Regions from separate parts of the Pan troglodytes genome. Here region 1 is linked to region 2. The links are chromatin contacts, called in public HiChIP or PLAC-seq maps. All regions are on one chromosome and are shown on one strand. The core of a region is the stretch at or near the end of the contact, and the rest is flanking DNA. Distances in the headings are between cores, read along the strand shown.

Region 1 (3,937 bases), core at 1,027-3,526, 180 kb before region 2:
GGGATTACAGGCATGCACCACCACGCCCGGCTAATTTTGTATTTTTAGTAGTGACGGGGTGACGGGGTTTCTCCAAATTGGTCAGGCTGGTCTCAAACTCCCGACCTCAGGTGATCCAACTGCCTCGGCCTCCCACGGTACTGGGGAATACAGGCGTGAGCCACCGCGCCCGGCCAACTGCAGTGTATTTTTAAGCGCTAAAGCCCATATTTGTGAATATATTCCCCGCAAAAGAGGCTGAATTGTCTCTACATTGGTCTCGAAGCTAAACTTAGATTTTCATAAAGTATATGTTTCATGGAAAATTATCTGATGATTACTCCCCAAATGGTGTTAATGTCTTGGCTATTTTTAGCACTCAATTCTAACACATTAGCCCTGCTCTAAGAATCATCTCTTGATATGTCTCTTTTTTTTTTTTTGACATTCAAAACTACAATATTTCTAAAGTACCTCAGGTAATGTTGCCCGAAAAACATCCTACAGGATGGTGGCTGCCAACTAAAGTCAATGGAGCAACAGACAATGGCTACAATTACTAAGTAGGACTCTGTGTACAAAATCAATGGTCAGTCTGTAAAGTCCAGCACCTTTCAGAGTAAACCATCTCACTCTGATTCACTTAAACAATTTAGATACACTAGTAGGAAGGTGAAGTCCCTTTTTTGGAGGGGGTGGAATAAGCAAATGGATGGATACATCAAACCAAAAGCAGAAGAAACACCTACATTTTTTTTTACACGGTGAAATGAATAGTTAACAACCCAGTTATGTCTTTTGCCCCCTCCCGGTGGTTTAAAAAGCGGTAAAGAGCGCAGTGAGAATATTTTGGTTTTGAAGCCCCTTGCACAGGGAACCTCTTCTGACACATTCTTGTGGTGTCCAGTATAGGAATTTCACCTGAGTAGGGATCAGCTCCAGTGCTAATATTTCAGATGCTGGGAATCCCCTGCAGGCCTTAGCCAAAAGAGTTCTTAAATGAAAAGTCTCTGCCTGAGCTCCCTCCCTGCAACCAGCCCTTGAACGGAAAAGCAGAGAAAATTCTCAAAGGACAGCGTCTGTGCCTGGGCTGGTCCTCCTGGGAGAGGAGAGGAATAAAACCAATCCAGAGAGGGCACCCCCATCTTTGTAAAGGAGAAGGGAGAAGTAATTAGAATGCCACGGAGGTGGGAAGAGAAAAAAAAAAGAAAAGAAAATTCGGGCCCTTTCCATCGGGCCCTTTCCAGCAAGAAGATGACGAGGAAAGGAAGAACGCCTGGTCGAGGGGGGCTGTCCCAACATGGGGAGGGAGTGGACTAGGCCGGAGGGAGAGGGGGTGGAACGACGGCGCAAAAACAAGCTGGAAGGGGAGGAAAATGGTGACCCTGCACCCAGAACCGGCTCCAGGCCACGCCGCCCGCTTGGGGGCAACTTTGCTGGGGAGGAGGGTCCCGGTAAGAGAAGACGCGGCGCCCCGATCGCGGTGGCCCCAGCGCGGGGCCCAGTCTGGGGCCATCCCCGAGCCCGGGAGGCCGGGGCCGGCGGCTCGCGGAGCCTGGCGGGGCCGGACGGGCTGAGAGCGGCTAGGAGCGACCGGTGCCGCAGAGCCCCGGGGGCCGACGGAATCTGGGCCCCGAGCGGCCGGCGGCTCCGCGGGGGAGGGGCCGCCACTGTTCCGCCCGCTCCCTCCACCGTCACCCCGATCCCTTCGGCCTCTGCCCGCTCCGGCCAAAGAAGCCATGGGGGTCGCGGCTCAGCCGCCCCCGGCAGGACGGGGACCCCTCGCCTCCCCTGGCCCTGTCTCCCTGTCTCCCCGCCCCCACGCCCCACCCCCCACCCCCCAGCCTGACTCACCTCGCGAGTAGAGGGACTTGGGCGATTCCAGGTCTAGGTCCGCGCTGAGCAATGAGATGAAGTCCGAGGGCATCGCAGCTCGACCCAGCCCGGCCCGAGGGCAGCGGGAGGGGGGGAGCGGCGGTGGCGGCGGCACCTCCTCTCCGGGACCGCGGGCACCGAACCGGGGGCGGCGACGCGAGGGCGGCTGCCGCTGCCTCCTCCTCGAGGGTAGTGACTTCCACTGGGCCGAGGACCGAGGAAACGATGGCGAGGTGGAGGGGGAAATCCACGGGGACTGATTCTCGGTGACCAGGAGAGGGGTTCAGGACGGGGAAGGGGAAGGGGGAGAGCCAAAGGGTCCGTTTCGTGTTTCTCCTCAGCGAAAACTGACGGTCGCCGCCACCGCCGCCGCCGCTGACAGGAATCTGAGCCCCGCCCCCGTGGGGCACAGCGCAGGCGCGGAGGGGGGTGCCAGGGAGCGCGGAAGAGCCGCGGCGGCCCCCGGAGGGCGGGGAGGCGTGCCAGGGAACAGCAGCAACAAGGGCCTCGCTTCCTGCCGCCGCGGCCCGGGCTGCTGCTGTTCCTGAGCCGGGAAAGGGCCCCGCTGCCAGGGTGGGAGGGAGGGAGGCTGGGAGGTGGCCGCGCGCTGGGGCCCCGGGGAGGGAAAAGGTATTTGCAACGACCTGGTGGCGGCGAGCCTGAGGCGGCCGGCCCCGAGCAGAGCTGAGCGCAGGAGACAGAGCCGGGAGAAGCGAGAGGTCTGCGCGAGCCGGGCACGGACCCCAGAGGCCGGCGGCGGACGGGCCTGGCTGGCCCGGGGTCTCGCAGGGGACCGGAGTGTCATCGCCCGGACAGCCGCCAACCCTTTGGGGTTTGCCTAGCAGTGTGTACAAAGGGACTGTCAAACCCATTTCTTAATTAGGAAATGGCAAACCGTAGCCCAAAAACCTCGAGTTATTGATTTTTAATTAAAGTGCTTTCTCCCCTAACACTCCCCTCCTACCTTTGGAGGCTGAAATTTTTTTTAAAAAAAAGATCTCTCTGATTGTGCTGGGGCATCCGGGTTATTCGGAGTGGGACATAGAAGACAATTAAAAAATTGGATCATGTGAATCCACCTGGCTGTTCTAGAGGAAAAACAAGTAAAAAGCAAACCTCAACGCTACTCTTCCAAACAGTTTTTCTTTTTTCTGATTCTTTTTTTTTTTTTTCCTTTTGGACTAGGCAAGGATGGAGGAAGAACGCATTTAACTGAGTTTTTGCTCTTGCTCTTCTGTTCGTGGAGCCAAAAGTTTCCGTTGCAAAAATTTAAAATCCTCACCGACACCGCAGAGCGTTTTCTGATTCTAATAGACTTCTGAGAAATTTTTAATCAAGTTATTGAAATATTACCTGGAGTGCAGGGTGTGCATCTTGGGAAGTAATTTTAATCTTGTGTGGAATATTGATGCCAGTAGCCACGTGGGCAAGGTTTTTAAGCTATTCGAATGGTTTCGTTTTTTATCTACAAGGATAGTTACAAATCATGAAAATCAGTCTGTTGTAATATGTGTATGTGTATATATATGCACACATATATATACATACATATATACACACATATATACATATATAGAGAGAGACTTTTTCCCATGAAATTGAGCAGTTCTCGGGACTTGGAGTGCTAGGGTTGGGGTAAGAAGCTCTCAGCAAAGGAGGGCCCAGTACAGATGTCGCTGAGGCAAGGCCCTTTACAAAGTTTTACCTGTAGACCTAGAATTTAAACGTGTGTCATCAGAGCTCACCTATCTTTCATCTCAACATTTGATTCAGGTTGCCCAGTTGTCTTCACTGAATTGTGTGTAGTAATCAATCCTGTGAACATTTTTCTTTTGTCAGAGGTTCAGAAAGCTTTACAGAGCCACCCCAAGATGGCAAAGCAGAACAAGAAACTGCCCTCGAATTGCCATCTCTGCTGTATGGTGTCGTGACAAGTCCCAAGGGAAGTCCCTTCATAACTGATAAGAGCCCCACTCATTTGAGAGAGGAAGATTGAAACCTCACATTGCCCAACAGGCCAAGGCCTACTGAAATCCTATAGCTTCTGAATTGGAGTAAACACACCTCTTGGAGACCCCCCATA
Region 2 (4,138 bases), core at 1,491-3,990:
TGCCTAGAAAGTCTCCTACTCTCCTCTATCAAAAAAAACTCATTTTTCTTTTATTTTTTCAAAATTAAGGTATGACTTACATAAAGTGCGCAAATCGTAAGTGTCCTGCTTGATGGATTTTCTCCTCATTTTTCAAAGTCCCATCATCCTCTGGTTATCCCAAAATCATTCTCTTCTTTATCTACCACAAATACCCAACTGTCTCTTTAAGGGAACTTCTTTGAAAACCTTAAGTGCTTCCTGCTTTCCTGTAATCCCAGCTACTCGGGAGGCTGAGGCAGGACAATCAATTGAACCTGGGAGATGGAGGTTGCAGTGAGCCGAGATTGCGCCATTACACTCAAGCCTGGGCGACAAGAGCAAAACTCTGTCTCAAAAAACAAACAAACAAAAAACAGCTTACACTTACTGAGCCCTTACCACAAGCTGAGCCCTTCGCTAAAGGCATTAGAAATAGCAATTCATTGACTTTTCGTATAATTTCCAAGAGGTACCTTCATTATTTGTGCTTGACAGATGTGGAAACAGAGGCACAGAGACAGTTAAGGGATTCGTTCAAGGTTAAACAGCTAGCAAGTAGAGGAGTTAGCACTGGCCAGGCGCAGTGGCTCACGCCTATAATCTCAGCACTTTGGGAGGCCACAATGGGTGGATCACTTGAGGCCAGGAGTTCGAGACAGCGTGGCCAACATGGTGAAACCCCGTCTCTACTAAAAATACAAAAATTAGCCAGGCATGGTGGCACACGCCTGTAATCCCAGCTACTCGGGAGGCTGAGGCAGGAGAATCACTTGAACCCGGGAGGTGGAGGTTGCAGTGAGCCAAGATCGTGCCACTGCACTCCAGCCTGGGCAACAGAACAAGACTCTGTCTCAGAAAAAAAAAAAAAAAAAAGTTAGAATTGAAAGGCAAGTGATTTGGCACCAGGCATAGTAGCTCAACCCTGAAATCCCCAGCACTTTAGGAGACCAGGGTGGGAGGAGTGCTTGAGGCCAGGAGTTCGAGACCAGCCTGGGCAACACGGCAAGACCCCTAATTCTACGAAAAAAAATTTCAAATTACCCAGGCATGGTGGCACACGCTGGTAGTCTTAGCTACTTGGGAGGTTGAGACAGGAGGATCACTTGAGCCCAGGAGTTCAAGGCTGCAGTGAGCACGATTGCGCCACTGCACTCCAACCTGCATTACAGAGTGAAACTTTCTCAAAAAAACTAAAATAAAGGCAAGTGATTTGGTTCCTGGTTAAGGCAAGCAGGCTGGAATGGAAAAGCAGCCATGGGCCGGGCACAGTGGCTCACGCCTGTAATCCCAGCACTTTGGGAGACCGAGGCGGGCGGATCACGAGGTCAGGAGATGGAGACCGTCCTGGCTAACACGGTGAAACCCCGTCTCTACTAAAAATACAAAAAATTAGCTGGGCATGGTAGTGGGCGCCTGTAGTCCCAGCCACTCGGGAGGCTGAGGCAGGAGAATGGCGTGAACCCAGAGGCGGAGCTTGCAGTGAGCTGAGATCGTGCCACTGCACTCCAGCCTGGACGACAGAACGAGATTCCATCTCAAGAAAAAAAAAGAAAAAAAAGAAAAGCAGTTATGATCACCAAAGATCAGTCAGACCTAGAGGCCTCTTCTCTCATCCCGGAACGTGTACCTCGTAGAACTTTTGGCTTTCCAGGATACTATACATATTAAGGTCCTGATATTAATGCACAGGTCCAGCATGGGATTCACATCCTCAAGGACTTGGCCACCTGCACTTCTGAGTTGTCTTTGAGTGGCCCCAAACTGGATCTTTGCAGGTTCCAGACTAGTGGGGCTGGTAGGACAATCTTTGAAGCTAGACCAGTTACTGGGCCTCTCAGGAAGAGGCACCCACAACCACCATCCTGAACTAAGGTCTGAGCTGGAGGTTCTCCATTTGGTCAAGTGCCAGTTGGTGAATTCCAAGAGTATCAGAGATATCTGAAAGTGACTCAGACCCTCTATGGGACTATGGGTGGTCCTTTTGCTTATTTTTCTAATTGTTCTACAACAAAATGTGTTATTTTTGTGATTACAAAGAGTATATGTCTAGAGGCTGGGTTGCCAGGTGCATTCTATTTATTGGTATCACACTGGTCTTTGCTTTATAATTACAGTATTTGTTAAAATACAAATTTGTTTAAAGACTTTCCTCTGTGTATGCTCTCTTCCACAATTTTCAAAGTGTTTAATAAGGTGCACATATTTGGTTTTCTTTTTTTTCTTTTCTTTTTTTTGAGACGGAGTTTCGCTCTTGTTGCCCAGGCTAGAGTGCAATAGCGCGATCTCGGCTCACCGCAACCTCCGCTCCCGGGTTCAAGCGAGTCTCCTGCCTCAGCATCCCGAGTAGCTAGGATTACAGGCATGCGCCACCACGTCCGGCTAATTTTGTATTTTTAGTAGAGATGGGGTTTCTCCATGTTGGTCAGGCTGGTCTCGAACTCCCGACCTCAGGTGATCCACCCGCCTCAGCCTCCCAAAGTGCTGGGATTACAGGCGTTGAGCCACCGATCCCGGCCTGTTTTTCAGTCTCTAATACACTGTTCCGCGTCCCTAGCATAGTAGCTGTTTTCTGTAAATTCGGAGCGAAGTTGACTGCAAACCCCGCCGGGTTCACCGGCCTGGGCGGCGTGGACTTCAAGCCCCAGGAGGCATTGCGGCCGGCACATCGGGAACTACGGCGTCTGAGAAGGGGGCCGGGCCCTCCGGTCCTTTCCCTCCCAGAAGCCCGCGGGCGGCTCGGAACGCTGTTTCTATCATGGCCGCGGGAGCCGGGACGGCGGGCCCCGCTTCCGGCCCGGGCGTCGTGCGTGACCCAGCGGCGTCACAGCCGAGGAAGCGGCCCGGCCGGGAGGGCGGGGAGGGCGCGCGGCGATCGGACACGATGGCGGGAGGAGGCGGGAGTAGCGACGGCAGCGGGCGGGCAGCTGGCAGGCGGGCGTCCCGCAGTAGCGGGCGGGCCCGGCGGGGGCGCCACGAGCCGGGGCTGGGGGGCCCGGCGGAGCGCGGCGCGGGGGAGGCACGGCTGGAAGAGGCAGTCAATCGCTGGGTGCTCAAGTTCTACTTCCACGAGGCGCTGCGGGCCTTTCGGGGTAGCCGGTACGGGGACTTCAGACAGATCCGGGACATCATGCAGGGTGAGGGCCGGGCCGGGGGAAGGGGGTTGGAGCGCTGGGGAAGGGGGTCCGGGGGACCGGGAGTCGGGACTGGGGGTCGCCCAGCCAACGATGTCTTCTCTCCCAGCTTTGCTTGTCAGGCCCTTGGGGAAGGAGCATACCGTGTCCCGATTGCTGCGGGTTATGCAGTGTCTGTCGCGCATTGAAGAAGGGGAAAATTTAGGTATGGCTATTTTTGTGTTCTTCTCTGGGCTTACTTGCGTAGGGTTTTGTTTTAAAACTTATATCTAGAACTGAAGGATTCCAGGTTAAAGTGCGATAGTTTCCATCAGAGTGGTCTTTTTCATTCTACGGTGGGTCTGTTTTCTGGCTCGACTGGCTCTAGTTTTCTCCGGTTAAGGTTGTCTTGGCTGCTTTTCTGTGTTTTTTAAAAATCTTCTCCCACCTGTTAATTGCTCACCCCAACTTTGCTCCTATCTGAAGTGAGTTATGTTCATATGGACATCTTTTTTCCCCCATGGTAGAGAGTTTTTCAGAGTGGAAGTACTCTGACATTTTTCCCCTCTGAATTTAACTTGAAAGCTATTTAGCTGTTGTCAGTTTCTTGCCACTCGTATCTGAGGAGGATGGGTATATTCTGAATTTGAGAGGCAAATGCATGTATTTAAAAATAATTTTTTTGCCTGTCTTGACAGGTGTTAAAAAATGGTCACGTTAAATTCATTGATTTGAATTTGGACCCTTATCGTGTATGTCAACCTGTAGCAAATATGTCAAAAAATTAAATGCAAATCTTACCATATTTGCATGCTCCATTTCCATAAATATATATATATAACTTTTGGACATAACTTTTTTACCCTTAGAAAAGAGCTTAAAATGAAAACTGTGCTTTGTCCTAGACTGTTCCTTTGATATGGAGGCTGAGCTCACACCACTGGAATCAGCTATCAATGTGCTGGAGATGATTAAAACGGAATTTACACTGACAGAAGCAGTGGTCG

Evidence for each region. HiChIP or PLAC-seq counts read pairs in DNA pulled down with a chosen protein or histone mark.
Region 1: a contact with region 2 is called in an H3K4me3 HiChIP or PLAC-seq map of stem cell-derived excitatory neurons, with 2.3 times the contacts expected there. The contact joins the promoter of NFAT5 here to the promoter of TERF2 in region 2. A contact is called at or near these places in 1 of 7 Hi-C or Micro-C datasets (stem cell-derived neural progenitor cells) and 1 of 1 datasets of contacts at active chromatin or transcription factors (stem cell-derived excitatory neurons).

The regions. Positions count from the first base shown.
Region 1 is chr18:67,612,623-67,616,559 of NHGRI_mPanTro3-v2.0_pri, reverse strand. It overlaps NFAT5 (nuclear factor of activated T cells 5), which reads right to left and starts at 2,276. Exons shown (of 15, transcript XM_063797336.1): 1 at 1,834-2,276.
Region 2 is chr18:67,433,296-67,437,433 of NHGRI_mPanTro3-v2.0_pri, reverse strand. It overlaps TERF2 (telomeric repeat binding factor 2), which reads left to right and starts at 2,740. Exons shown (of 10, transcript XM_016930077.3): 1 at 2,740-3,155; 2 at 3,262-3,357; 3 at 4,037-4,138. The coding sequence starts at 2,777.